4 separate regions of the Danio rerio genome follow, and all the other regions are linked to region 4. A link is a contact called in public HiCAR-type data. All regions are on one chromosome and are shown on one strand. Each heading gives the region's core, a stretch centred on a gene start, on an enhancer-like site or on the middle of the called end of the contact. The rest is flanking DNA. Distances are from core to core; before and after follow the strand shown. Region 1 holds the start of LOC101885436 (cannabinoid receptor 2-like). Region 2 overlaps ndst2b (N-deacetylase/N-sulfotransferase (heparan glucosaminyl) 2b). Region 3 holds the start of si:ch73-127m5.2. Region 4 overlaps ndst2b (N-deacetylase/N-sulfotransferase (heparan glucosaminyl) 2b).

Region 1 (7,665 bases), core at 784-3,283, 150 kb before region 4:
AAAAACATTCTCTCATTATTTTGCCATTTAGCATATGTAAGTCATTTAGGTGATCCTAACGGACCTAAAGTAGTAAACGTTTAGTATAATTTACCATCAGACATTTTTAAAAAAAATGTTTACGTTCCCGTTTTTTAGAGTGTATGTAAACTTCTGGTTTCAACTGTGTATACAGTTAACCTGCAGTTGTATAGTATATAGTTGATATCTATGTGTACATGTTCAATGAAGTGTATTTATGTATTAAGTCAGAAGACAGCGACATGTTTGCTAATTAAAGTTAATATTTATTCAAGGGAAAAAATATTTATTTAAAATATAACACAGTAAAAAATCTGATTTACAAGCTGATCTTGAATATGTTTGCTTCCTCGTCACCCTCAGATCCTTCTTTTGTTTTTTTACAGATTCAAAAAATGCTATATATGCAAAACTAACATCATATTACTTACTACAACCTGGTCTGGGTAATCTACAACCCATGCATTTCCCTAAAACATTCAGTAATGATTTCAGTGCTGCACGTAGCTCACGACAGCGCAAGGAGTACAGCAGCGGGTTGATGCCTGAATTCAGCAGACATAATACGCTGCAAAAAGCAAATGCCCTTTTCTGTGGTTTTGAAAGCTCTGTCGTAACTACATCTGTCATCATAAACGAAAGCACAGGCAGCCAGCACACCAACAGAATCAGCATAATACAGGCGAACGTCTTTGCCAGATGAACGTCCACACGAATGCGTGCTAGTCCTGGATGTTCTGCACACATGTTAGCTTCGTGTTTATGAGCCCACCATACAATTAGACCGTAAGCTAGCAGAATGAGAAACAGAACCACCAACACAAGACTGGCAAAGAATGCTAGGTAGCTACGATCCACGTATGGAAAGAGATTGGAGCATGATGGAGAATCTTCACAACTCCATCCCATCAGAGGAAGGAAGGATATGAGAGCAGCCATGATCCATAATGCCAAAATGCACACCAATGTTTTTTTAACTGTGAGCAGAACTTTATAAGTGCCAGCCTTGTATATTGCGTGATAGCGATCCACTGCCATCACAAGCAGACTTCCAACCGATCCCGTAAATGCTGTGGACACGCCACCAAGTTTAAGAAGAAACTCTGCTCTCTGAAAGTAGAAATCCTCATTAAAAAGGTGGAAATTGAGGAAGTTGATGGTGAAACAGCAGCAAGCAATGGTGTCAGCCAATGCCAAGCTTCCCATAAACAGGTACGACGGCTGTCTTCTTAAGTTTCTAGAGCAGACGATCACAAACAGGACGAGAGCATTGACCATGAGGCTGAGCGGAGCAATCAGCAGACAGATCGTACCTATGGCCACCTTCTCTGAGCTGCTGAGCACCATGTAGATGTTATCACAGGAGGAATTCATCATCCTTATTGCTAAATCTGTAGAGAAAAACAACATGGTAGATGGTATTAGGTTTCTACAGTGTGCTGTTAGCTACTTTTGTAGTTTTTACTTACTTTAATAGTTTATGATGTGTGCTGCTTCCGTGTGCTGTCTGTTGGCTGGTGTCTGTAATCTAGATTGTTGCGTGTTGCACGAAATGCAACAGTTTCCTTTATGGTTTTGAAAATGATTGGTCAAGCCCAAAAAACGTTTAAAAACCACTTGTTGCTAAGCAGGTGTTGAAAAATAATTTAAGTTTAACAAGTTTTTTTTTTAAAGGTTTTCACTTTTTTACAGTTATTGAGAGACAGACAGACAGACAGACAGACAGACAGACAGACAGACAGACAGACAGACAGACAGACAGACAGACAGACAGACAGACAGACAGACAGACAGACAGACAGATAGATAGATAGATAGATAGATAGATAGATAGATAGATAGATAGATAGATAGATAGATAGATAGATAGATAGATAGATAGATAGATAGATAGATAGATAGATAGATAGATAGATAGATAGATAAGAAGGCGGACGGACGGACAGACAGACAGAGAGGTAGACAGACAGATAAATATTTAGAGATAGACAGACAGAATAACAGACAGACAGACAGACAAACGGACAGATAGAGACAGACAGACAGACAGACAGACAGACAGACAGACAGACAGATAATTAGATGCAGACAGACAGACAGACAGACGGACAGATAAATAGACAGATACAGACAGACAGATATATAGATAGATACAAACAGACAGATAAATAGATACAGACAGGCAGACAGACAGACAGATAGAGACAGACAGACAGATACAGACAGACAGACAAACAGACAGACAGACAAATAGATACAGACAGATAAACAGATAGAGACAGACAGATAAATAGATACAGTAAGACAGACAGATAAACAGATAGAGACATAAATACAGACAGACAGACAGATAAATAGATACAGACAGACAGACATATAGATAGATACAGATAGACAGACAGATAAACAGGCAGACAGGCAGACAGACAGACAGAATGACAGACTTTTCTTAAACGTGTACAATTGTCAGACAAATAAAACTTTTCCTTAGTAAACATTTGAGTTGTTAAGTGCAAACTATCTGAATTACAAATATATATATATATAATTTTTTTGGTCTCATATATATATATATATTGTTTTCTTAAGCAACTGTTTTAAAAAAATACTAATGTTGTTTCGTTGAAAAATAATTCTTAATTGAATTTAAACAAATATTGCTTAAGGGGGCTAATAATATTGACCCTAAAATCAAAACAATTAAAATCTGCTTTTATCCTAGCAAATAAAACTTTCTCCAGAAGAATAAATAATATAGGAAATATTGTTAAACATCATTTGAAAAAGAAAAAACATTTCAACAGAAAGGCATATAATTTTCACTTTAACCGTACACTCTAAATGACGTGAGAGAATCTAACTCATCTCTCTGTTTTTATTGTTGTTTTGTTTGTTTCAGGGCCTCTGGTTCGTCTGGCAGGTGGTGACAGTAGGAAGGAGGGCCGGGTGGAGGTGTTTCTTAATGGCGAATGGGGCAGCGTATGTGATCACGGCTGGAATGATGTCAATGCTGCCGTCGTCTGCAGACAGCTCGGATTCAAGTAAGGAGACATTTTACCTCAAAATAGCTTAAAGTCATTCTATGATCAGTAGGAATATTTCTAGAAAACTTCAAGAGGCACAGCATAAAATTGCATCTTAAAAAAGTACATAACTTTTTCAAAAGACCACTTCAAAAAGTCATTGACTAGCTAAAATTGTGTTGCATCCCCCTGTTGTGAGCCCAAGTGAACTGTTCAGATTTACCACATTTCCTTTATATTAGTGGCTGTTTTTGACCCATTGACTTCCATTATAATGACATTTTTTATTGCAAAGCCGTGACAGCATATAATCATGCATTCTTGATTGTTGGTGGTTTTCCCTGTTGGGAAGAGGTAAAATGTGTCATTTTTACAGTTGAACGTCAGTTGCAGTTAAAAAGAAAACTATGAACATAGTAAAAGGGTAGTAAATAAGAGTGTAATGTTTTGTGTAGTGTTTTTTTTACATTTTCAAAGCATTTTCCCAAAATATGTGTCAAAATAAGATTTGTCACCAGAAATCATTGCATTTTCTAAACACACAGAGAAAGTTGTGGCCAAATTAAGACTCAAAATCACCCCAGAATGGATCAAAACATCCCCAACAGCATTTTTTTTGTACTAGCAATTGTACCTAGCCTATATAAAGCCTTTATTTGTGCACTTGTTTTAATGTTCTGTGTTGCTAGGGAACACTAATCAGTTTCAATTGATAAATGCAGGTGAGTTATGTTTGTCAACCTGCTGTTACAGGCTCTAAATGCCATCAATGATGCTGGGTTGATTACATTGGCCAGTGTTGTGTTAGTTGCATTATCTTCATATTGAATAACTAAAATAATCCTTTATGATCATAATTATAATCTAGACATTCCTTTGTGAAGACTATTAATTCAGTGTCATTATGCATTTTTTTGCCATATCAAATATCTGCTGTTGGTTTTAGCTGTACAATGGTCCCCTATAGGTTCTGTTGTTAAACCTGATGAGTTCTGAGTTGATTTTCATTCCTCTCTCTGGCAGTGGGGAATCAAAAGCACGTCCGATGGGATATTTTGGAGCAGGTAAAGGCACCATCCATCTGTCCAATGTGAGATGCACTGGGAAGGAGTCTCTCCTCGGCGAATGTCCTTCTAAAGGACAGGACAGCCATGTTTGTAAGCATGGTCAGGATGCAGGTGTGGTGTGTGATTATGAGCCGGAGCCCGAGGCTGACGTTGCAGTTGTGGGCACACACACCTGCGGGCTCAGAGCCGGAGCCGAAAGACGCAGCAAGAGGATTGTTGGAGGTTACAAATCTCTCAGGTACACCGTCAGACACAATGAAGATACAATGTACTCAAGTACAACTTATTTTATAACCTACAAGGATTAGTGCAAGTTAAATATTAATAATGTCATCAAATATAGTTATAAAAATTATAGTTGTTTACTAAGAGCTTCCTGTATCCTCTTATCTGTAAATCAAATATATACTCTTGTATAAAACAGACTATATAAAGATAAATAAAGACAGACTATAAAAGATAATATAAGAAAATAATATATACTTTTAATATTATAATATTATATATATAATTCAAATGGGCCAAACATTTTTAAAACATCAAATTTAAAAAATATAAAATATTAATATAAAAAAAAAACAATTCCATTTTTTTTTTATATTTTGAGAATTTATTTTAAAATTGAAAATATTGTCTGCGGTACTAAAAGTACTGAGGTATTAAAATAGCTAAATATATATAAAATAATGTTCTCCCCTTGTTGGCTTGGGTTTCCTCTGGGTGCTTCGGTGAATTGGGTAAGCTAAACTGTCCGTAGTGTAATGTGTGTATGAGAGTGTATGGGTGTTTCCTAGTGATCGGTTGCGGCTGGAAGGGCATCTTTTGCATAAAACATTTGCTGGATAAATTGGCGGATCATTCCGCTGTGGCGACCCCTGATTAATAAAGGGAAGCCGAAAAGAAAATGAATGAATGAATGAATAAATATATAAAATAAAAACAATTAAGTCAAAGTTACAGTAGTTAAATTAAAGCTAAACATAACAAAAAAATAAACATTACAGAAACAATATTATTACTAAGACTTAAAATTGTATTAAAATGTTACTTTTTCATTCATTCATTCAGCACGGTTTTAGATGTGATATGTTAATGTAAAGAGTTAACCAGATATCGTACAAGCCCAACACAATAAAATACATATTTTGCAAGCTAGAAAAAACAAAGAGGCAACCTATTTAATCTTACTTACAACTTGAGGTCTGAAGGAAGAAGAAACTGGTGCATATGAACTGTGTTACTGACAAAAAGTCCTGTCAAGGTCTGACAAAGTCATATACATATTTTCATCAAATAGTCTTTGCTGATCCTTCTATTAATTATCAGAAAATTCACTCATTAATGTTTACTCATCTTCAGTCATATTCCATCCCACAAGCACCCGCACTCTGCTAGTGTTTGAGGGGAAAGGCACTTTCAGGTTTTACCGGATCCGGCACTTCATATTTGGTATTGCTTCGTGTTGAGGCCGATATAAACAGGCAAAAGATCCGGACAAACTACGAATCATTTAATCGACTCTTGAGTCGACGCAGAGAAAAAAAAAATCAATATTTTTAAACAAGGAGCACATTCAGATTTAATCCTCAGATGGATATTTTCAATCACTGGAAAATATGGAAGACATGGAAGGTCATTTTAAAAAACCCATAATACCCATAATACATAATTACTGTTTAATCACAATGTTGACACTCTACTTTCCGTTCACTTACACCTGTGTGTCCTCCTCACCTCTTGTGTTTCTGCATGTGTTTTGACAGGGGTGACTGGCCCTGGCAGGCGTCTCTGTGGCTCAGATCTCAGTCTAAAGGGAACCAGCCTCTGTGTGGAGCAACTCTCATCAACTCCTGCTGGCTGCTCACTGCGGCGCACTGCTTCAAACGGTCAGAGAGACACCTGCTGGACAACAACACAATATCACACACAATGAGCCTCCAAGGCCAAACACCTCTTCAGAATCATCTTTAATTACATGTTTTTCATCAAATCAGAGAGTGCACAAAAACAAGTGGACAATTTAGAAACACATATTTTTAGTCCTAAAAATTATCCAATTAAATTTATTATGACAAGCAAAAAAAAAAAACACTATTTGTTCTGTTAGTGTTCAAATACCAAATATTTTCAGGGCAAGTAAATGGGCATTTTTCTTCATCTGATTAATGGGATTTTTTTTTTCATTTACTTTACCAAAACATATTGAAATATTTGCAGTGTCAATATTAATAAATTCATATTATTTAGGGTCACATTTTTTTGGCATATCAGACATAAAATTCATGTTTTCAGCAGAAATAATAGTACATGTTTGTGTACCGTTTGTATTTACACAATGCTCTATAATGAAACAGTTATGCACAGTTTTATAATGACTAAATGAAGTCTCTACATTGAAACAACTAAATTAACACCAAAGTCACACTGTGGTATAATCAGCAAATTCATGTCTTTTATGAATGAGTGTTTTCATCGATTGAAATGTTGTGATATGAATGAGTGTTTTATTCTGCAGGTTTGGCAGTGACGCGTCCCGGTACGTGGTGAAGCTGGGTGATTACCACACACGTGAGCAGGATGATTTTGAACGAGTTCTTTCTCCAGAGCACATCGAGGTGCACAAGAAGTACCACACTGACAGCTGGGAGCATGACGTGGCTCTGATCCGACTGAAGGGCACTGAGGGAAAGTGTGTGGCCTTTAATCCTCACACCAACGCCGCCTGCCTGCCTGCGCCTGGCAGCAAGTGGGGCAAGAGACCCGCGTCTTGTGTCATCACTGGCTGGGGAATGACAGGTAATGCTTGACATATCACAAAAATACATTTTTAATATATACATTTTTTTGTATATATTTTCAGTGTATTTTACTATTTAGTGTTTTGTTCATGAAAAGTTTTGTGAAAAAAGATTAAATGTTTACAAGTAATATTACATTTTCAAATTATTGTTCCCTATTATAATGTATTTACAAATGTTATTTATTTCTAAATTTCATTTTATTTTAACCTCAGATCATGGTTTTCACAGAAATATTAAGCAACATTTCAGCATATTAAAATTATTTCTGAAGATGATGGTGGAAATCAACTTTGCCATCAGAAGCATAAATTATATAATTAAATATAAATAAATATATGTTATATATTAGCATATATAATAATATATGTTATCAGTGTTATAATATAATATAATATAATATAATATAATATAATATAATATAATATAATATAATATAATATAATATAATATAATATAATATAATATAATATGATATAATATAATATAATGTTGCTTCAATGGAAAAAGGTGGTTTGCCATGTCCAGGTTGGAGGAAAGGATGGAATGTGAGATTGACAGGCAGATCGGTGCACCGGCAGCAGTAATGCGGCCGATCTATCGGCCCATTGTGGTAAAGAAGAAGTTGAACCTAAAGGCAAAACTCTCAATTTACCGGTCAATCTACATTCCTTCTCTCACCTATTGTCATGAGCTTTGGGTCATGAGCAAAAGGACAGGATCTTGGATACAAGCGGCTAAAATGAGCTTCCTTCA
Region 2 (6,871 bases), core at 1,921-4,420, 130 kb before region 4:
CAACTGTTGTTTATGCGCACATCGCGATATTGATGCTGGCACGATATATTACACAGCTCTAGTTGAGAGTTCATTTGAAGTCAGGTGGACTCTACAGGCTTTTCAACAGTTAGAATAGGTGCGTCAACAAAGCATGTCTTTTTCTTTGTTAATAAATCAAAACCTGCTTTAGTGAATGAAATGTAATCCTTACTATTCAAACCATGCCTATGGCACAGTAGTCTTGATTGTTTGATTTGGTTCCTGACTTTCAAGATACGCATTAGCTTTGTTTAAATACACACTATCCTTGTTTCACCAGCAGCTCTCTGCAATTCTCACATGATTGCCCACTGAAGCTAAGCATGGCTGTGGTTGGTCAGTATCTGGATGGGAGACCACAGGGAAAGCTTGGTTGCTGCCGGAAGTGGTGTTGGTGAGGCTCAACCTACATGTTTTGTGGGTCCTAATGTCCCAGTATATTGATTTGGACTGCTCACGTATAATCGAAGTCCGACTCTCTGTGGTAATTAAAAATCCCAAGATGTCCTTCAACAAAGAGAAAGGGTTTAACCCTGGCATCCTGGCCAAATGTGCCCACTGGCCTCTGTTCATCATGGCCTCCAAACCATCCCCATATCATAATTGGCTGCTTCACTCTGGCTGTTTCTCAATTACAATATCACAGAGAACAGACTTGCGTGGAGACCGGTCTTGCTAGGTCACCTCGGAAAAACGAACTTGAAAGACCGCGAGAACACAGTACGCATCCTCTGAGAAATGAGATGGTCACATGACCTCCACACGTTTTTAATGAAAAATTATTTAAACATTACAGCATTCATACAACGATTTATTGTTTTTCCTCTTTTCACAATATATACTATATATATATATATATATATATATATATATATATATATATATATATATATATATATATATATATATATATATATATATATATAAAATATATATATATATATATATATATATATATATATATATATATAAATATAAAGACCTTACAAATATACGTTGCACAATATAAATAAAACAGATTTTGATATGAATTTCAGCAAATGAACACTCTTAATCTGTTTTTTCCTTTATTAAGATTTTTATGGTATTGTTTATATTTACCTTTTCATTTAGGAAAACTCCTCGGGTAAATAAGTCAAATCTCTGAACTTTAATAACAAACCTATATAAAATGCTCTGCTTCCCACCTCCAGTCACAAAGACTTTTGGGACTTCTAGAGAGCGAGTTCGGTGCTCAAGTCTGCATCCATACGTCTTTTATCAAAAACACATCTGGGAAGTTTCATGCGTCCTCCGTTCTTGCAATCTTGAGTATTGGAACTGAACTTTGGCAGTTGATGATGACGTTACATGAGAACACGAGGATGCAAGAACGCTGAAGAACGCACATTGAGAAACAGCCTTTGTCTCCTCTCCACCAATCAGCTGGTGTGGTGTGCGGTCTGGTGCAATATGGCTGCCGTCACATCATCCAGATGGATGGTAAACACTGGTGGTGGATGAGGAGATCACCCCCATTGTGTAAAGTGATCTGAGTGTCTAGAAAAGTGCTATATAAATATAAGGAATTATTATTATTATTAAAAGCACATCTTTTCATTAAACCAATCTTGAATATAACTCTGTATATTTAAAAGTCAGTAAACAATATGTAGGTTGATACATATAAATTTTGATATCGTTATCTTTTAAGCTTGGTTTTAGGAACTGACAGCCTGATCTCACGAGAAAACGTAAGTATTTTACGTTTTGCCAGTTTAGTGGCTAATTCGTACGAATTCGTAAGAGTTCAGTCGTACGAAATGGTACGATTTTAAAAAGGAGGCGTGGCACCTGACCCCACCTCTAACCCCAACCGTCATTGGGGGATAAGCAAATCGTACTAAATTGTACGAATTAGATCGTACGAATTCATACGAATTAGCCACTAAATGAAAAAGTTACGAATTGCCGTGAGATTGTGTTGGAACTGAACGCAAACAATTCCAGTGAACAGCTGGTTTTATTTTAACATTTAGATCTTTCTATCCACAAAATCACTTACAAATTGGAATTTTTAACAGTGAACATCTCCCAGACTGCTGACATTTTATCTCCTCAGAAAAAAAAAATGGGATAAATAATCATATTTAATAAATCAAGCTGATACTTTTCTTATTGGGCCAATAATAATCACATAAAAAAATGTGGTAGCTGATATTTCATTGATTCCTATTCCAAACATAGTGTATTTACATTAATTCTGCCAACGTGTTTATCCAGGCTTACTCACAAATGAGGAATACAACAAGCAATTGGCCCAAAAGAGGAAAATAACACAAGAAGTGCTGGCAATACAGCATTTCAAACATTGTTTAGAAGAGGACAAGCAATTGAAGAAGTTACAAGCTTGACTCTTGAAAACGATGGTTCCTTATTGGCATTGATTTGTTCCATTTAACATCCATAAGTCCTTTTTTTGAATGAACATTTTTCAGTCTTTATATTCAAGAGTGTTCTAACAGAGTATTCCCACTGCATGATTATATGGATCTGAGTTAAAAATCACATTCTAAGCCATCCTCCTGTTTTTTTTTTTCTTTGATTTATCTATCTTGGATCCTAAATGGAATGCAATGAACACATGAAGCTTTGTTCTGTGCTGCTTATATTTATTGAGTACTAAAAATCCACCTAAAATAAGGCATCTGTGGATGAGAGTCGTAAGGACTGATATGTTCAATGTTTTCCTGCACACTTCACATGACGAGGTTAGAAATAACCTCTTACAGTCCAAATTAAATTTAAAAGAATTTAATGATGATGTGGTTAAATATGACTTACAGTATCTTATTTGGATACTACTGGGCTATAATTTTAATTACATACCAAATTATTAGGACCTACATGAATTCAGCTATTGATAAAGTGTCTTTAACATACCTTAATAGGTAGATGTTGTTTTCAGCATGGATAATTTGCTATATTTAATGGAACTAAATGAGATGTTTAGATGAATCTTGCTCAATTCATTGCAGTAGTGTAGTAGTACTCGCATGCAACCATTGTCTGTTAATGGTTATAATGATTGATTGTCTCTTGGCTGTTTCATAGTTTAGACGTTTGCAATGCTTTTTTATTGTCCTTTCAGAGTTTGTTTTATAAGCGTGTTGGTTGGCATGATGATGTTTTGTTTGTGGTTGTGGAATGATGCAGGCCTAACCAGTATGTATAAAACGTTGCTCGGTGAGTCACTGAATTCTCAGTGCAGTGATTCACTTTGAGTTTATTAAGATATTTTGGTGGATTTGGCTTGTTAGCCAGTTGAACTCAGTATTAATTTAGACAAGTCTGTATATGCATCATAGATAAATGAGCTTTTTAGAACACTGGCTATATAATTGTGTTATGTTTCAGGGTTTAATTTGTTGAAATTGTAAGAAAGCATTCTATTATATGTATCCTATGAAGCCAGTTTAGCTGGTTAGCCAGGTATGTTTTAGTTTCTTTTGCACCAACTCTGGGTTTAAGTGACCATGAAGTTGGCTCCATGACTAACCTGTTCTGGGGCAGGTTATGGTCTGATTAAAAGTTCTGATATTGACAGAGAAGATAGTTTCTTTCAATTCGAAAGAAGCCTTAAAGGGATAGTTAGACCAAAAATGAAACTGTAATTGACTCATCCTCTATTGCTTCCAAGTCTGTTTGACTTTCTTTCTTTTTCATGTAACTTGTAACTTCCATAGTATTTGTTTTTCCTACTATGGAAGTCAATGGTTACAATTTGTCAGCTTCTAAAAATTTTTGTTGTGTTCAACAGAAGAAAGAAACTCATAAAGGAGATTTGAAACCACTTGAGGGTGAGTAAACAGTGTTCATTTTTTGGGAGAACTTTCCTTTTAAATGGTTGTAGACCGCCAGGTTTGGTTTGTAATAAAGCTGCTGTCTAGATCTTAGGGCCAATTATCAGTAAGACTCTTAAAAAATGAACCAATACCCTGATAACTTGAGTCCCAGCATGATGTGTTTAGTTAAATGACAAACAATTGGGAGAATTATCCAGAAGATCTTGACTGTAAATTTAGCTGCCTGATGCTTTCTAACGGTAGTTTCCAATTAAAATTGGATCCTTTAGTAATGCTCATTAAAGGGATGGTTCACCAAAAAAAGAAAATTCTATCATCATTTACTCACCCTTTACTTGGCTCAAACCATTATGAGTTGAACCCAAAAGATACCCCTTTATTTTGATGGCCCATTTGAGTATTAGTAGAGGAGGGTGAGTAAATACTAGGGGTGTGACGAGACGCTTACTCCCCAATCTCGTGTCTCATCTCGTGTCTCATCTCGTGTCTCATCTCGTGTCTCATCTCGTGTCTCATCTCGTGTCTCATCTCGTGTCTCATCTCGTGTCTCATCTTGTGTTCACGAGAACAAGACAAGATTTTAAACTATTTTAAATAATTCTTTAAGGATGAAATATCATTGCAATTGCTGCTAAAAGTCCTACATGACGTAATTGTTTGGTTACGGTGTTTCAATGTCTGTACTGCATTTCAGTGATGCAACTGAAATTGGAATACTCCACGTCTCAATTCGATTTGTGTTTACAGCGATTGTGATTTTAGAATATCTAATAGTGCTTTTCCATCGCATAGTTACAAACTGGTTAATTTGTGTAGCAGCAGTTGTAGCAGCCTCTGCTTTTAGACGCAGCAATCTTTGAACTCCGGTGAAAAAAACAGTTATGTCACACCCGCCCAAGCAAATGAGTGACATGCAACACAAATTCAGTGCTAAATTCACCCTCACTCTCTATCACAACTCACAAGACAACTTTTCACCTCAACGAGAAATCTTGTCCGAGATCACATCACATCTTTAGTAAATACTTAGTAAATGTTCACCTTTTGGTTTAGCTATCTCTTTCTTTTTATTATAAATAGTATTACCATGTTGCACCATTGTTACAAGTGTTCAAATAATAAACTGCAAGAGATTAACACAAACATATATGAAAGACACCCTTCAAATAGTATTTTTGAGAGTAGGCACGACCAAACTGTTTATACTAGATGCTGAAATGGTCACTCTAGGTTGACTCATTTCATTTGTATTTATTGAAGAATGATGCACCACCAACATACAACCACAGTCAAGCATCCCTAATTATAAAACATGTTTTATTAGACTGAAATTTTAAAGACTGTTATTCTATATTTCTATACAGAGAAAAGTTTGATCCTGTATCGCTAGTAGGCATATTACACAACATTTGGACATTTTCTCAATAATTTTTGGTGGTGCAATAAATATCGCTCATACATAAAACCAATTATAGCCATATTTTAGCTGATTCCACAGCCATATCTCTATTGGAGGTCTCAGTGTCTGTATGGTTGAAAAAACACTATAGTACTTACTAGAAATTACTCTAGTATATTTTCATGTGGGTGCCTGACGACTGAAAATAGACCTGTTACCATTTTCTCTTGTTCTTTTTACCTTGGACTTTTCTGTTAACGTTTGTTTAGGATTGTTTTCACATTCTGATTCCAATGCCTAATTATTAAATGGTTAAAATAACTATAATTAAATTAAATATTCTTAAGAATAAAGTATTTGTGTTTTTTGAAAGTGTACTTGCATTGTGATGCTATTATAGTGTTTAAATTGTCTTAAAATGGCAATCGTAATACATTTTGGTGCTATATATCACACCACAAGAATTCAACAGGAAGAATTGAAATTTTTAAAATCATATGTCAAGCTGAAAAATCATATCTAATGTTTTTAAAGAGCCCCTATTATGCATTGAAAAGGTCAAATTTTGGTTTTAGGGGTCGACTGCATTCAGCGCAAGTTAAACACAAGCATATTGCTCTATTCTTAACCATGACACACATTCAGTATTAAGAAACACAGTGGCAAAAGCTGACCTATTTTGAAACTTGATCGCCATAGCAATGACAAACGGCAGAGGATCGCGAGCTTACAAATGCATTTAAATACATAAAGCAGCACGCGCTGCATTTCCATCATGGTTTTAGATGTGGGGTGAGAATATATAAATGGTTAACCAGATCCAAAACAAGCCGTGTGGAGCAATTACAAGCAACAAAACACAATTAAATACACATTTTGCAAGCTAGAGAAAACAAGGAGGCAACCTTTTTAATCGCAATACTTACATGTGTGAAATGAAGGAAGAAACTGATCCATGAACTGTGTACTGATATAGTTCCTGTCAAGCTCTGACAAAGTCCCATACAGCAATTGTCTTCTATGATCTTTCCTTTAAAAAAATGGTCCACAAATCCCCCGTTGCAGGGTAGATTATTGCATTAATCACCAGAAGGTTTACTCATCTTCAGTCATGATCAGTCCCACACAAATATGCACTCTGCTAGCGGTTAAAGGGAAAGGCACGTTCACGTTTTACCAGATCTGGCATAGAACATAATTGGCAATGTTTTGTGTCAACGTCGATGCGAACACGCTAAAGATTTGGACGAACGACAAATCTTTTAAACGACTCTGAGTCAAATTTTTTAAACTAAAAATCTATATTTTTAAACAAGGTGCACGTTCAGATTTATACCTCAGCTGGATGTTTTCATTCACTTAGGGCTGTTACACGCACTGCATGTAGTATATAGTAATTTTCTAAATCCCGTAATAGGGCTCTTAAATTTTAATGTTTTATTTATTATTTAAATATAAATATTTTAATATAATTTTCTTTGCAAATTATGAAGTTCTTATTATGTAATATGTTTTTATCTATATTACATTTGTCATGGAATAGCTCCAAGTTGCTCATGTGGCAATAAATAAACAAACAAATAAAGTAAATCCTGTACAGGAGTCA
Region 3 (7,932 bases), core at 5,193-7,692, 230 kb before region 4:
CTTTACCACAAATGATAAAACAAAAAAGAAAAAACGAAAAGGACATGCGATGGAAGGTTTAAATAAAAATAAAAAAACCTCTGCCAAACACTGTCTCAAACCCACAGTAATCTGGGGTTTTAGTAGTCTCGATTACCCAGAAAATAACTAGATATATTCAGTCTTGAGAGAAGGTGAGAAGTCTAATGTTTATAAAACTAAAATCTTCTATGAAAACTCAGGATTCACAGTGTCTCATCAGGCATGCGATGTTACGCAAGACCTGTATTGGTTGTGTTAAGTCCACTGGATATAGTTTCATATCCTACGGAGACGAGTGTTAAAACGCTGCTTTCCATCTCTGTGGACTGCTGAACTTCAGGAACAACTGAATCCATCCTCATTTGTTTTCCTTTCTTCCGTCCCCGTTTGCCCTTTTCTTTAGGTTTGCCATCTTCTGTGGCGGCTTTGGGCTTACGGTTGCGTTTTCGGATCCTTCTCGCTGGAGGTTCCGGTTTGGGGTCCGTGTTCCCCGAGAGGATTCGTATTTGTCGGTCGATGACGCTATCTATGATATCAAGAGCTACATCCATCATCCCATTACCAAGGCCATGCGTAACATTGGAGAACAAGCGCGTATTCAGAGGGTCGTTAAAAATCTTGCGCATCTCCTCAAGATAGTTCCTGTTTAAAAACATTAAGAAAATAAAAATCCGTTTTAGAATCAAAGCAGAAGCATTTAGGCTGCATTTACACAGCAGGTCACGATGGTCAATTCTGATTTTGTGGCTGTATCTGATTTTTTTTGATGACCTGCTAACATCATTTTAAAAGTGACTCGTATCCGATTGTCTGTATTTACATGGCACAGGGCAAAAGGTGCAAAAAAAAAAAAAAAAAGAGCGAGCCGGATTGACAGCTGATAATAACAGAGCGCTCCTTTCTCCGTTCCTGTATTTAATCTCTTTGCAGTGTTTTATTTTTTTTATTCTTTTTGACAAGTTGTTTTACTATAGTTTATCACAGAAAAGTTCTCATTTGGCCCTCTTCTTTTAATCTAGGCCTTTTTAAACCCTTAGGCATCTTAATGTAATGTCCATGGTGTGATTTATGCTAGTTTTAGTCTAGCCTATATTGGTTGAGCATGGTGGACGGTCTCTCTCTTTCTCGGTAACATGCTTGAATACTTGTGCTATATGACAATATAAAAGCTGTTTAAGTCCTAATATTTAAGACTCAAGGTTTGGGACTCTGCTGAAGTCTGTTCTGAAATAAAAGCGTCAGAGTTTATGTCATTCGCTATCTTTTTTAATGACGCACAACTCGCATTGATGTGAAAATCCGATCTACCTGCTTACACTGCAAACATGAAGACAGATCCGATTCATATTGAATAAATTTCCACATATAAACAAGGCCTGAATCTGATTTGAGTAAATCAAAATCTGTGTGATTTTTTTCCTGCTTACATATACACGGGCCATATCCAATCTGTGCCACGTTGGAGAAGGAAAAAAAATTGGAATTGGGTCACTTGAAGTGAACCATGCAGTGTAAATGCAGCCTTAGTGGTCTTTCTGTGGGCCATCAAATACTTTACCTTGTTTCAATGATTTTTGACCAGTGCTGCACCTGATTCGTTTCAGGTAGCAACTGTTTTGCCATATTCTCGTAGTCGACATACTGCAGTGCAAAATCCTTCATGTCCTTGCAAAGAGCCGCTGTGTCACCTGAACAGAATAAAAATAGATTTTTATACAACCTTATGTCCAAAATTCATTCATGATATTAAATGGAGAGTTTGCTTAAAATGGAAAATCATAAATTACGAACCCTCATGTCTTTCCAAACCCGTATGACTTAAGGCTCTGATTTACTTCAAGCTAAATCAAAAGGAAAAAAAGGTGTGACATAGGCCCAATTCCACCCCTTGGCCCTTACCCTTAACCCTCGTTTTGCATTCATGTGAAGGGGTAGGGGTGTCCCAATTCTCTTTAGCTTGAAGGCGTAGGGCTAAGGGGAAGGGCTAGATACCCCTTCAAACGAACATTTTTCAGGACCACTCGAAACCAAGGAGTTTGAAAATTTCCCATAATACACCATCTACAACAGCAGAATGGCTGCACACGGAAGTAAGGAGATGCACAAATTAGTATTTCTTTGTCATTATTACAAATTTTTACAACAAACAAGCACATGTTTTAATAACTTCAAAACTGCTTTCCTGTTTTACTTAAAAATATGCCAAAATAAAAAATGCAAAATTTTGCGAACTATAATCCATAATAATAACTCCTGTATAGCAGTCCTAAAACATTCTGTCACTCAATGACTCTTGAATACCCTGTCAGAAAAGTCTCGTGGCTGGGAATGACCTTTTTGCAGTGTCTGCTAAAATGTTAATGTTGTTTTTGTGCGTTTACATAGATGATTATGGCCACAGTGTAAATGCACAGTACAGTTATGATCTTCTTGCCACATTATATCATCATGATAACATGATATCGTTGCCTTCAGTGATTTCCTAAAGATAAATACAAAAAATTAACGCAAATAGAATAACTACAGCAGTTGCGATCTTCTGATCTCATATAAAGCAAGAGATTGTGATGACATCTGATGATGTGGGCAGGTGTTGTAGTGGTGTCCCATTTCTTAGAGGTATATTTTGAAGCCCTTCCCCTTCACACTCTGTTTCAAGGGCCAAGGGGAAGGGGTACAAAATACTTTTTTTTTTAATAATTATTTTTTAGTGGTTTTCACCTTTATTTTTAGGACAGTGGAGATATAGAGACTGGAAAGTGTGGGGAGCAGAGATAGGGGAAGGATCAGCAAAGGACCTCAAGACGGGAATCGAACTCGAGTCGCTGCGAGCACCTCGCTGCTATGTGTCGACGCACTAACCACTAGGCTGTTGGCACCGACAGGGTACAAAAATTTAATTGGAATTGGGCCATACACAAGACCAAATGCTAAGGATTTTTTTCTAAATAGTTAAAATAACCATTAAAAACAATTATTTTTGTAAGGAAGGTAATTAACACATATTGGTAAATAGAGTTAATAAACAAACTTTTGTTAAAGCATTTACTGAGATGAAATGTTAGTGATTGGATGGGTGTCAGCCCGATTGGGTATCTTTACATGGACAGAGAAAAATTAAAACCTGTTTAAAATAATTTAATTAAAATAATTAAGACCTACAACACAATATTTCAGCGAATTTAAGCGTTTTTAAGTCCTAAAATTAATATTATTTTTTTAAATTAAGACATAGGCGGCACAGTGGCTCAGTTGTTAGCACTGTCACCTCACAGCAAGAAGGTCGCTGGTTCAAGTCCCGGCCTTGCCAGTTGCCATTTCTGTGTGGAGTTTGCATGGTCTCCATGTGTTTGCGTGGGTTTCCCCCGGGTTCTCCGGTTTCCCCTACAGTCCAAAGAAATGCTCTATACGGGAACTGAATAAACTAAACTGGCTGTAGTGTATGATTGTGTGTGAATGAGAGTGTGTTTGGGTGTTTCCCAGCACTGGGTTGCAGCTGCAATGGCATTCGCTGCGTAAAACATATGCTGGAATAGTTGGTGGTTCATTCTGCTGTAGGCTGAAGTAAAATGAATGAAAACTTAAGACTTTTTAAAACCCTGCGGATACCCTGATATCATTGTGCAAAACTAATTCAAGTTATTCTAAAGAATCCTAAGAATTCTGAAGCACCCACACTTTTACTTTTAAGTCATACGGGTTTGCAACAACATGAATTCTTAACGAGTACATTTAGTACATTTCCCAGACTTACCTTCAGTTAGTTTGGAAAAAGAACTGGACACTGCTGTATTTGTGCTTGGTGAAAGTCCAAAAACATTTAGAGACTCCAAGAGAGTTTTCTTACTAGCTGGGCCTCGACTCACTCTGGTGTAGGCAGCCAGAGATCGAAGAGACATCTTCTCAGGAGGCTCTAGTCTCCTCTTCACCTCCTCGTAATGGATCTGGTACTTGCGAGCCTTTGAGCTCTTCATGTTCGGGTCCAGCAGGGAAGCCACCTCTGCAAACGGGACCTGCAGCGAGTTCACAGCACCACCTTGAGACGGTGCAGCGCTTTGGCCTTCTGATGGACCTTGTGTTAACATGTGGCCTTGAGGTGGAATATGAGTCTGCGCTTCCACATGGACTTGCGGAGGAGTCTGCAGATGCGGAGCAGGCTGGATGTGCGACTGAGTCTGGATGTGAGTTGGCATGTGGACGTGAGACTGCATCGTGTGCGGTACAGCCTGACAGGAGACTTCTTGGGGCAGCACATGCTGTGTGATGATTTGGGCGATGTTTTGAGGTTGTGGTTGGGGCTGGTACATGGTTATAATAGGGTTTGCGACTGAGACATGGACAACTTCGGTGTTCTGGGGAACAGCAGACATGTGCATTCCTGCAGACGGATCCATCTTTTCCTTCTCACCAGCACAATTGTTTTAATGAAATCTGTATCTGTAACAAGGAAGAAAATAGATATTAAAATATAAATTATACATATATTAAATATTTTGTATGTAGTTTTATATTTTATAAGTAGTGGTTAATAAGGGGATAAAATAATTCAAGAAATGTTATTGTACTGCAATTTATTGACATGTTTTTTTAAAAATTACCCAAATAAACTCAATAATCGACCAACTGAATGTTCAAATTCATTCATTCATTCATTTTTTTTTACTTAGTCCCTTTATTAACCCCGGGTCGCCACAGCGGAATGAACCGCCAACTTATCCAGCACATGTTTTTACGCAGCAGATACCCTTCCAGCCGCAACCCAGCACTGGCAAACACCTATACACTTGCATTCACACTCATACACTATGGAAAATTTAGCTTACCCAATTTACCTAGAGCACATCTTTGGACTGTGGGGAAAACCAGAGCACTCTTACGAAACCCACGCAAACACGGGGAGAACATGCAAACTCCACACAGAAATGCCAACTGATCCAGCAGGGGCTCGAACCAGCGACCTTCTTGCTGTGAGGTGATCGTGCTGCCCACTGCACTATGGTGCATGATACTGCACCTTTAGTAAAGCTTCAGGCAAGAAAAAATAAATATATATTTATATTGTTTAGGTCTGATAATTGGTTGTTATGTGTTCTTTTAACAATCAGTATTTATGGCCAATTTAACACATTTAACTAATTTATATTTACCATAGTCTGTTTACAAAAAATAAAGGTTTTAATTTAATGATGTTTTAGTTTTAATAATTTGTAATTATTATTACATTCTACTGAATGTTGTCCCTGTGGGTTGTTGCAACCGTCCTCCGCTTTCAGTTGCAACGTTTGACTTTGTATATATTGTCATATCTATATAGCAATGTGGATGGGTGTCTGATAGATGTGGGTTTATAATATAAAAAATTGAGTTTCTTTCACATAAAAAATGTCTCTGAGAAACTAAAGGAAATTCAAAAAGTGTTGCAATTGTCCCCACTCTCCCCTATATAACACGATATTGGAGGAGGTATAGTTATTGGGGGAAATAAATAATGTTTGATTACGTATGGTTTTCTTATGTTTACACCACTTTCATGTGGTATGTATTGAATTTTAGTTGCTAAATTCATAACATATTTATAGTATTAATTCATTACATTTAAGCCACAAGAAAAGTAGGTATTGCTTTTATTGTCACTTTATAATTGACTTTCAGACAAAAAAGACATTTGTTTTTGTTATTGTATTTATTTCGCCAAAGTTCATACCAATTATCGCCAAAGTTCATACCATAAAGATGTTTTGATATTTTATTTGCACAAAAAAAATCATTAATACCGATACAAAAATAACAAAGTAAAGAGCATGCATTTCGATCTTATTGTTGCACTGATGATCAAAACTTAAACATTCATTAATATTTGGTCGACAGGAGCGCACATGACGTTTTTGACAGCGTCCCATCAGCGCGAGACGGCTGAAGTTTGGAGCGCGTGCACGTGAGCGCGCGACGGTATGTTTCTTCTACACACTGCGTTAAACAACACAGTTCATAAAAAATGGGGTGCAGAATATGCTTTTGGCAAAGTACAAGTATGTGATATAATGTTATGTTTACTTCGCATTTTGAGAATGCATATGTGCATAAAGTGCACAAGTCAGTGCTGATTTGAAGAGGACAGATAATCTACTTGTTTTGATGAATTGTAGGACAGGCCAAAGCCACCATTATGTTTGAAACGTGATATTCCACCGTATTCATGTGCTCAAAAGAGTCCAAAGCTCGGTTATATTTGGACTGTTCTGGTTACGAATGCCAACCTTCAATCGGACACAAGTTACTGACAGTATTCTTACTTACCGCTCAATGGTTAGAGTCGTATTTAAACCTTACTGATCCTAGAACAGTCCATGGCGAGCCGATCGAAGGTCCCCTTCTTCACCGATCCTATTTCGGCGGATTGCAAATCAGCAGATGAGGCACAGACGCCATAGCTGGCGGAGCTCGAACGCTCATTGGCCAAAGTCACTGTCGATCATATTCATCTTTAGTGCTTATTCGACGAGGCATGTGTCAGTCATGTTACGTCAGAGTAAAGAGGTGGAATATCCGGAGCTTAAAATGGATGGACGCGAACAAAGCTTTATGTCTCGCTGTTTGTTACACAATGTTATTGACAAATGTATACAGTGAAATTGGATGTATTTGCATATCTTACGTCGAAGTGGTGTATATAATTCCTGGATATTAATCACTTGCATTTGTGTCAAGTTTGACATGAAAGTAACGTTAAATGTTCATGTTTAAAACAATTGTTTTTGCCCCTAGAAATATATTGACGACGGCCTGTTTTTCTTAATGGTTACAGAAAATACAAAATAACAATATAATAATTATTTTTAAAGACACTATTAATTGTTAGCACTAGATGGCGGTATGTATTTTCAAATGGCTTCGTTTCACCACCTCTAATGATCTCATTAGATGCTGCCCATCACAAAGCTGGCCTGTACCCTAATGTTTATTTGCGTTTTCAGCTAGTTGGACAATTAGTCTTAAGTGCTAATTATTAAAGCCAAACCCATTATCTTGATAATTTAGCCAGTGGAAGAGAGCTAGGAGAGCTGGGAGCTATTGATGAGAGTAATTGTTTAGAGAGGTCTCTGTGCTACAAGAGGTTGTGTTTTTCCATTTTTCTGTTGTTTCTTCCTGACGCAGAGAAGTCATGTATCTTCCACATTATCTGTTGGTCACAAATGAAGTGTCAGCACAAGAGACACTAGGGGACCAGAGATGAAGAGACGGATGTAATATGTGCTGGAAAAGCAGAAATATCTCCTTCTTCAGCAACCTCTGCATCAGATGTGCCAGGTCAGATTGACAGATGAATAAAAGGTCTGCCAAAACTCATTATTTTGGTTGTATATACCCAAGATATGAATGTTACATGTTTTACATGCCTATTACCTGCATTAAATACTTGCATTTAGGTGTGCATTTTCAAAATGATTATTATTTATTGGTTTGGATAAAGCATTTGTAATTTTTGTTTGATAATTTTGAAGACTCTGGTGCTCTTGTAAGAGATTAGCTGCACTATCTATCTATCTATCTATCTATCTATCTATCTATCTATCTATCTATCTATCTGTCTGTCTGTCTGTCTGTCTGTCTGTCTGTCTGTCTGTCTGTCTGTCTGTCTGTCTGTCTGTCTGTCTGTCTGTCTGTCTGTCTGCACATTGACAATCATCTGTAAAAGCCAATATAATTGCACAGAAGAGTAAAAAAAAAGGATCAACACAAGTAACCCCAGCAAACAATCATGACGAAAAATATCTGGTCCTTGGCAGGTCTTAAAATCTGAAAAATAAAGCCTTACATGAACAACAACACATGACATATTGCACATTGTGTCGTTCACAAAAATAAAGCCCATAGGTGTGAAGCTTAGAACACCCACATCGTAATTAAGAG
Region 4 (7,543 bases), core at 1,359-3,858:
GTGAGTTTTTGAAAGATGACAACACAGAGTAAAGCATCTATCTTGGAATTTAAGAATCGATTAATTAAAATGTTATTTACTAAAAATTGTTTACCTGCATCTCAAAAGGCCACAGATACTTAGACATTTACACCTCTAGTTTATACATGCCACACAAGGATTGGATTTATCCTGCTTATAGAATAATTGCAAGTTGTGTGTTTCAGGAGCATGGGATTCCCACAGACATGGGTTACGCTGTAGCCCCACATCACTCAGGTGTGTATCCTGTGCACAGTCAGCTTTATGAGGCCTGGAAGAGTGTTTGGGGCATCAAGGTGACGAGCACAGAGGAATATCCTCATCTCAGGCCTGCCCGCTACCGCCGGGGCTTCATACACAATGGCATACAGGTAGGTTTGCCTAACCTTAAAAGGACAGTTTACCCAAAACTGAAAGTTCTGTCATCATTTACTCATTATTCACAAATGTGTTTGAGTTTCTTACTTCTGTTGAACACACGAGAAGATATTTAGATGAATGACGAAAACCTGCAATCATTGTCTTCCTACTATGGTAGTCAATTGTTACGGGTTTCTGACATTTTTCAAATGATCTTTTTTGTGTTCAACAGAAGACAAAATCTCTGGTGTGGAACCACTTGAGGGTGACTAAATAGTGAGCAAATTTACACTTTTGGGTTTCGATCCCTGTTATTAAAACATGATGTTAGGTTGTCTGAATGCAAAGCAAAGACATTTTAATATTTTTATTAAATTATTTATTTTTGCATATTAAAAATAGTTAATTCATTATCTGTTAAGCATTAACTTACATTAATAGACGTTAGTAAGCACTTTACAAATACAACGCTGTATTTTTTACTTATAAGCACATTTATAATGTTACTTATAATTACTATATGATTATATAATTACTGTAATAATTGTAATTTCATACTTTATTACTGATTAATTGTTTATTACTAAATTCAGTATTGCAATTTTTACAAACCATTTGTAAATAAGAGTAGTTAAGGGCTTTTAGAATCATTCAGAATGAGTTAGTAAACAATTAATAAACTATTCAAATCAACATTTATATATTTTATTATTCAGGCATATACTATGTATGTTAATAAATGCTTTATTAACTCAACTTCATGCAGTTTTTTGAAATAATCGAAGTGAGGACTATTTATGGTTTATACTCACTTATAAATGACAATTAAAGGCTCAGTATCAAATGAACAATAAATGTTTGCAATCTTATCTAAAATAAAAATAAGATTGCTGTAAACTTTAAACATTGATGAATAGCAGGAGTGTCAAAATACAATTAAATAAAATTGGATAAAACAACGACAATATAATAATTTACAATATATTATGAAACATAATTTCAAGGTTATTTAGCGATGGTTTAACTGCAAATTAATTTTATTTTACATAAGATTGCAAAGATTTATTTTCATTTGATTCAGTTTCATTTGTCTTTCTTTAAATAAATAGAAATTAATAGTCATTTATTTCCCCCTTTTTCCTGTCTACAATATAACTGAGCCTTTAATTGTTATTCATTGGGGATTTATAAAACATACATTGTCCACACTTTACTTATTCTTATTTATCTTAAAATAACACCAACTATTCTTAAATAAGTAGTTTGTAAATAATGCAATACTTTAATCATTAACAAAGTATGAAAATACCATTATTAAGCACATTATAAAGTGTTTGTAGCTGTATTTATAAACTGCTTACTAACATCTATTAATGTTGGGTTAATACTTAACAGATAAGGAATTAACTATTATATCAATGCTTAATAGATGATTCATAGTGTGCAGTTAGAAAGTGTTACCAAATTTTTTAAAAGCATAATACAACATGAATATGTTAAAATTAGTACAGATCTCTATACTTTATAACAAATTAATTACACCACATTAAGACAGTTGGTTTTTTTTATTACAGATTTGATGAAATCTTTAAATAATGCATTATCTAGTATATGTAACTAATTATTAGTAACTAATCGGTTTAATGAAAGCTGAAATTATTTAATTATTTTTGTATCTTTTCTTTCCATTAATTTGATATTCTGAATGTAAAATGGCCAGTAAAAATGACCAGGGAAAAACAACAGTTTTGCCTGTTATGTTTTGCCTTAAATGAGGGTAACGATTGTGAACATGAACATATTAAGTAATGAACATAATCATAAATTAGCATGAACTACTCAAATGCTGTAGAATCAAGTTCTCTTTCAAGTTACCAAAACTGTTAAGATTTCTGACCAATATGTTGTTTGTGTTTTTGTACATCAGGTTCTCCCCCGGCAGACCTGTGGGCTTTTCACACACACCATCTTCTATAAGGATTATCCTGGTGGCCCTCAGGAGCTGGACAAAAGCATTCGTGGAGGGGAGCTGTTTCTCACAGTGCTGCTCAATCCGGTTAGTCTCACACCCACAGAAAACTCCTAACTCAAATGCAGTCGACGCCTACACTAATTCTGCAATATGACAAATGTCTGTTTTTGAGTAGGTTAGTATATTCATGACTCACCTGTCTAACTATGGCAATGACCGGCTGGGTCTGTACACCTTCGAGTCTCTGGTGAGGTTTGTGCAGTGCTGGACTCACCTGCGCCTGCAGACGCTTCCTCCTGTCAGACTCGCTCACAAATACTTCCAGATTTTCCCTGATGAGAGAGACCCCTTGTGGCAGGTTTGTGCAAGTACATTTTTGTGATTTATTATTGCTGGAGCTTTTGTTATAGGGTGAATCTCGCAAATGTACTCATAAATATGGGACAAAGATGCATTTTGTTTTTATGAAAGATGAATTTTATTTTTTAAAATTAGGATGTGTCCAGTTAAATGGTCTTTAATCATACCGTTTTGCGTGATTTAGTCAACCATTAAAATGTATTTCTTGTTGCAATATTTAATCTATACTTTAACACTATTATTTATTATTTGTTAGCATGAAAATAATACATATTATAATAGACATTATTTAAAATGTATTCAAATTTAGTTTAATCAGTCATTGTTTTATATATGTTAATAATCACAACTCATCACTACAATAAGTATGTGTGTGTGTAGTTTTTGTCAGCCCTCCCCTTTGTCTACATTTGGTACTAATACTAACATAAAAGTAAAGTCTTATACTTTAATACATTATAAATAATTATTGTTGAATTCTTAAAAATAATAACATATTTAGTAGTTTTATATTGTAGAAGGGCCTATTAAACCTTTTATTTTAAATGAATGCATAAACTTACCGGCCACTTTATTAGGTACACTTGTCCAACTGCTCGTTAACGCAAATTTCTAATCAGCCAATCACATGGCAGCAACTTAATGCATTAAGGCATGTAGACATGGTCAAGACGATTTGCTGCAGTTCAAACCGAGCATTAGAATGGAGAACAAAGGTGATTTGAATGACTGAATGTGGCATAGTTGTTGGTGCCAGACGGGCTGGTATGAGTAATTCAGAAACTGCTGATCTACTAGGATTTCCATGGAAAACCATCTCTAGGGTTTACAGAGAATTATCAGAAAAGAGAAAATATCCAGTGAGCACCAGTTTTGTGGGCACAAATGCCTTGTTGATGCCAGAAGTCAGAGGAAAATGGCCAGACTGGTACCAGCTGATAGAAAAGCAACAGTAACCCAAATAACCCCTCGTTACAACCGAGGTATGCAAAAGAGCTTCTCTGAACACACAACATGTCCAACATTGAGGCAGATGAGCTACAGCAGCAGAAGACCATACCTGGTGCCCCTCCTGTCAGCTAAGAACAGGAAACTGAGGCTACAATTCACACAGACTCACCAAAATTGGACAATAAAAGATTGGAAAAACCTTGCCTGGTCTAATGAGTCTCGATTTTTGCTGTGACATTTGAATGGTAGGGTCAGAATTTGGCATCAATAACATGAAAGCAAGGATCCATCCTGCCTCGTATCAGCGGTTCAGGCTGGTGGTGGTGTAATGGTGTATGGAATATTTTCTTGGCACATTTTGGGCCCATTAGTACAAATTGAGCCTTGTGTCAATGTCACAACCTACCCGAGTATTGTTGCTGACCATGTCCAGCCCTTTATGACCACAGTGTACCCATCTTCTGATGTCTACTTCCATCAGGATAACACACCATGTCGTAAAGTGCAAATAATCTCAGACTGGTTTCTTGAACATTCAAAGAGTTCACTGTACTCAAATGGCTTCCACAGTCACCATTTCTCAATCCAATAGAGGACCTTTGGGATGTGGTGGAACGGGAGACTCAAATCATGGATGTGCAGTCGACAAATCTGCAGCAACTGTGTGATGCTATCAGGTCAATATAGACCAAAATCTCTGAGGAATGTTTTCAGCACCTTGTTAAATCTATGCCACAAAGAATTATGGCCGTTCTCAAGGCATAATAGGGTTTAACCCAGTACTTGTGAGGTGTACCTAATAAAGTGGCCAGTTAACAACTGCCAGAAAACAATACCTAAATTGCAATCAATGTTTTCATGTTATGATAATGAACAGCAGAACTTAATTTAGTTTTAATTACAGGTGATTCATATTTGTCTCATATTTATGCTCGCATTATACTAACAAATACTCCCCCGATGAACAGAATCCATGTCACGACAAGAGACACAAAGACATCTGGTCCAAAGAGAAGACCTGCGACAGACTGCCCAAATTCCTAGTGATTGGGCCACAGAAGACCGGTAACACTAAATTAATACTACGATTTGTTTTAAGCCATTTAAACCGTAAGGATCTCAAATGCTGTTTAATAATTAATGCTTTATGATGTAGAGCCCTTCATTTGGCATTTAAATCATACAACATAATGTTTCCAGGAAATGAGATGAATATTTGATGAAACCATCTGAATGCTGTGCTTTATTCTGCGGTCATGCTCTTTGTATAGGAACTACAGCCCTGCACTCGTTTCTCTCTCTTCATCCTGCCATCAGCAGCAGTTACCCCAGCCCCATCACTTTTGAGGAGGTGCAGTTCTTCAGCGGACCAAACTACCAGCGCGGCATCGACTGGTAACCATGGCAACTGCATTCAGGCCTCATTTTGTTTGTTTTCTAACTTAGATGCCAGTTTAATTCAAGAACTCATTTTTGGATCAGGCTTAATACATCAAACTATTGGCATCATTTTACCTTTGAATGCATGATTTTTTTTTATAAAGACTTGCATTTAAATCTCTAATTCAAAAGAATTGTGGTTTTGTTTTAAACTGATTAGATTAGTTGTATTGCAAGGAATATGAAACAGTGGTCAAACAGTAACTATAAACTTTCATAGACTTTTTATTAACTTTTAGTTTTCAAAAATTTCCCAAATTATGTTTCACCAGAATGGACCACACTACACCTTGAGCTAGACTTTATTGTAGGCATGGTAAGCAGGGTGCGAATTACAGCGGTGTTTGGGGAGGTTTGACCCAGGGTGAGAGTTAGACATTTTCAATCAGTGGGGTCAACTTTTTTAGCAGTAGTTTGCTAATACATGCTTTAGTGAATCAAATTTATGAATGTATTTAAACTACATCTCATTTAATAATAAAAATGTATACGTTTTCAGTGTTTTAATGGATATTTAGTGACTATGTTAGAGGTTACTGTAGGTAAAACTATACAAATTATGTGTCTACATTTTCTTTTTTTTAGGCTGCATGCAGATATAAACACCTATTTTAGAAGAAACGTGTTTTGTGAATACTTAAGATGTCTGTCTGTGCTCTAGAACTGCCAGTTTAAACTGTTGAATCATATTTTTCCACACATTGATTGGCGCAATTATGCATTCACAATGGTATGAACCATTATAAGAGGGTCAAATGTATATTTATATTATACATTTGTAATTATTAATATTTAAGATATATAATATTAAGAGACATCTATGTCTATCAGTGTAGATTGATTGACGCGATTATGCATTTACAATGGTATAATCCATTATAGGTGTGGTCAAATATATCTTTATATTATCTATGATTTTAATTAGTAACATTATTATTTAAGATGCAGATCAGAAAAAGCTATATCTTACTATTAAAGGGCTGACCCCCTCATACATCTTGTTTTGATGTCCTTCAAGGGGGATCAAGCGTTAATTAGGGGGGTCAATCCCCCCCAAACCCCCCTGTAATTTGTACCCTGGGTTGACCCTCCTAATTAATGCTTGATCTTCCCTGAATGACATCAAAACAATATTTATGGGGGGGTCAGCCCTTTAATACTGAGAAATAGTTTACTCTGATCTGCATCTTAAATAATAATGTTACTAATTAAAATCATAGATAATATAAACATATATTTGACCACACCTATAATGGATTATACCATTGTGAATGCATAATCGCATCAATCAATCTACGCCGATAGACATGGTGTTCACCCTTTTCTTGTACAGTAGGTGTTTGTTTCTACATATATCCTAAACATAAAATTTGCTGCATAGTTTGTATAGTTTGACCTATGTAACCTTTGAAAAAGCTAATCCGAAGATACTTTAGGTCAGAAAACACAAAATATCTCACAAAACACTGAAAACCTAAAAATGTTTAATTAATAAAAAATGTCATTTAAATAAATAAATTGAACTGACTATTACACAAAACAACATTAATATTAAATTAGCTATTTAAACTATTAGGTTTAGAAATGTGTAAAATATATTTGTTTCAGTTCAGCAGAAATTAGGGGGAAAATATAAAGGGGGAAAAAATATACAGACTTCAACTGTATATATTTTTGATTTTGGACCAGAATAGACATTAAGGTATTTGATTTGTTTTTGATTCACAGTGTAGAGTCACTCTTTCTTTCTTTCCTCAGGTATATGGATTTTTTCCCTGTACCCTCGAATGTAAGCACAGACTTCTTGTTTGAGAAGAGCGCCAACTACTTTGACACCGAAACTACCCCGAAGAGAGCAGCTGCCCTGCTACCAAGAGCCAAAATCATCTCTATTCTTATCAACCCTGCTGACCGGGCATATTCCTGGTACCAGGTGCGTTTATATTTTCAACATGCATTTTCTTTTCTTTTTTTGTAATATTTATTGTATTTTAAATTTCCACTCAGATAATACAGAAGTAAAAATAACCTCAAAACAAAAAAACATCAATTATTGTAACGTTTTATTGTACCGTCTTTTATTCAACAATCATCACATTTCCAACTCTGCCACATTTTAGGAAAAAAATTAAAGGTCCCCAAACCCCCTTAAAGACCTTTTTTTTTCTAAAATTGATCTTTAAATATATAGGTTATCTTCCATCGTCATGTTTGTAACCATGTCCTTCAGCCACCATCCTATATTTAGTGTGCCACCAACCTGAAGTCACCAATTAGGATATGTTCCTAGATTAACATCTATGTTGATCCTGGAACAAAATTCCAATCAGCCAATCAGAATTAAGGGATACGTTTACAGATTTTGTTAAAAATTAGGCTTACGATTAAGTTCATGCAGTTCTACATGATTGTTATCCGACTATTATTCCCCTCTGATTT

What was found. HiCAR-type assays count read pairs that join an accessible place to other places.
Region 1: a HiCAR-type map of caudal fin shows a contact between it and region 4, with 4 times the contacts expected there. The contact joins the promoter of LOC101885436 here to the enhancer-like site in region 4. A contact is called at or near these places in 7 of 18 Hi-C or Micro-C datasets (caudal fin, embryo, fibroblasts and 1 more) and 2 of 4 datasets of contacts at active chromatin or transcription factors (caudal fin and embryo).
Region 2: a contact with region 4 is called in a HiCAR-type map of caudal fin, with 6 times the contacts expected there. The contact joins two enhancer-like sites. A contact is called at or near these places in 3 of 18 Hi-C or Micro-C datasets (caudal fin, embryo and fibroblasts) and 2 of 4 datasets of contacts at active chromatin or transcription factors (caudal fin and embryo).
Region 3: a HiCAR-type map of caudal fin shows a contact between it and region 4, with 5 times the contacts expected there. The contact joins the promoter of si:ch73-127m5.2 here to the enhancer-like site in region 4. A contact is called at or near these places in 4 of 18 Hi-C or Micro-C datasets (caudal fin, embryo, hematopoietic stem cells and 1 more) and 2 of 4 datasets of contacts at active chromatin or transcription factors (caudal fin and embryo).

Annotation. Positions count from the first base shown.
Region 1 is chr12:37,095,649-37,103,313 of GRCz12tu, forward strand. It overlaps LOC101885436 (cannabinoid receptor 2-like), which reads right to left and starts at 2,034. Exons shown (of 2, transcript XM_068224805.2): 1 at 1,491-2,034; 2 at 1-1,412. The coding sequence starts at 1,398. The coding sequence ends at 445. It overlaps si:ch73-127m5.1, which reads left to right. Exons shown (of 15, transcript XR_012388102.1): 10 at 2,921-3,062; 11 at 4,068-4,349; 12 at 5,875-5,997; 13 at 6,627-6,907.
Region 2 is chr12:37,117,496-37,124,366 of GRCz12tu, forward strand. All of the region lies in intron 1 of ndst2b (N-deacetylase/N-sulfotransferase (heparan glucosaminyl) 2b), which reads left to right. Among named protein-coding and RNA genes, the nearest start is that of ndst2b, 7.3 kb to the left of the region's middle. Within about 2 kb of position 3,171, at least 3 of the 62 cell types and tissues checked have an H3K27ac peak or open chromatin away from gene starts, as enhancers often do. A contact at or near this core is called in caudal fin, where this site is marked.
Region 3 is chr12:37,009,559-37,017,490 of GRCz12tu, forward strand. It overlaps si:ch73-127m5.2, which reads right to left and starts at 6,443. Exons shown (of 4, transcript NM_001278598.1): 1 at 6,319-6,443; 2 at 3,776-4,458; 3 at 1,580-1,709; 4 at 1-663. The coding sequence starts at 4,415. The coding sequence ends at 252. syt15 (synaptotagmin XV) reads left to right here. Exons shown (of 11, transcript XR_012388105.1): 9 at 7,177-7,329.
Region 4 is chr12:37,246,778-37,254,320 of GRCz12tu, forward strand. It overlaps ndst2b (N-deacetylase/N-sulfotransferase (heparan glucosaminyl) 2b), which reads left to right. Exons shown (of 15, transcript XM_073918680.1): 6 at 1-392; 7 at 2,309-2,437; 8 at 2,529-2,711; 9 at 4,633-4,729; 10 at 4,936-5,059; 11 at 6,863-7,037. The coding sequence starts at 147. Among named protein-coding and RNA genes, the nearest start is that of ndst2b, 140 kb to the left of the region's middle. Within about 2 kb of position 2,609, at least 10 of the 62 cell types and tissues checked have an H3K27ac peak or open chromatin away from gene starts, as enhancers often do. A contact at or near this core is called in caudal fin, where this site is marked.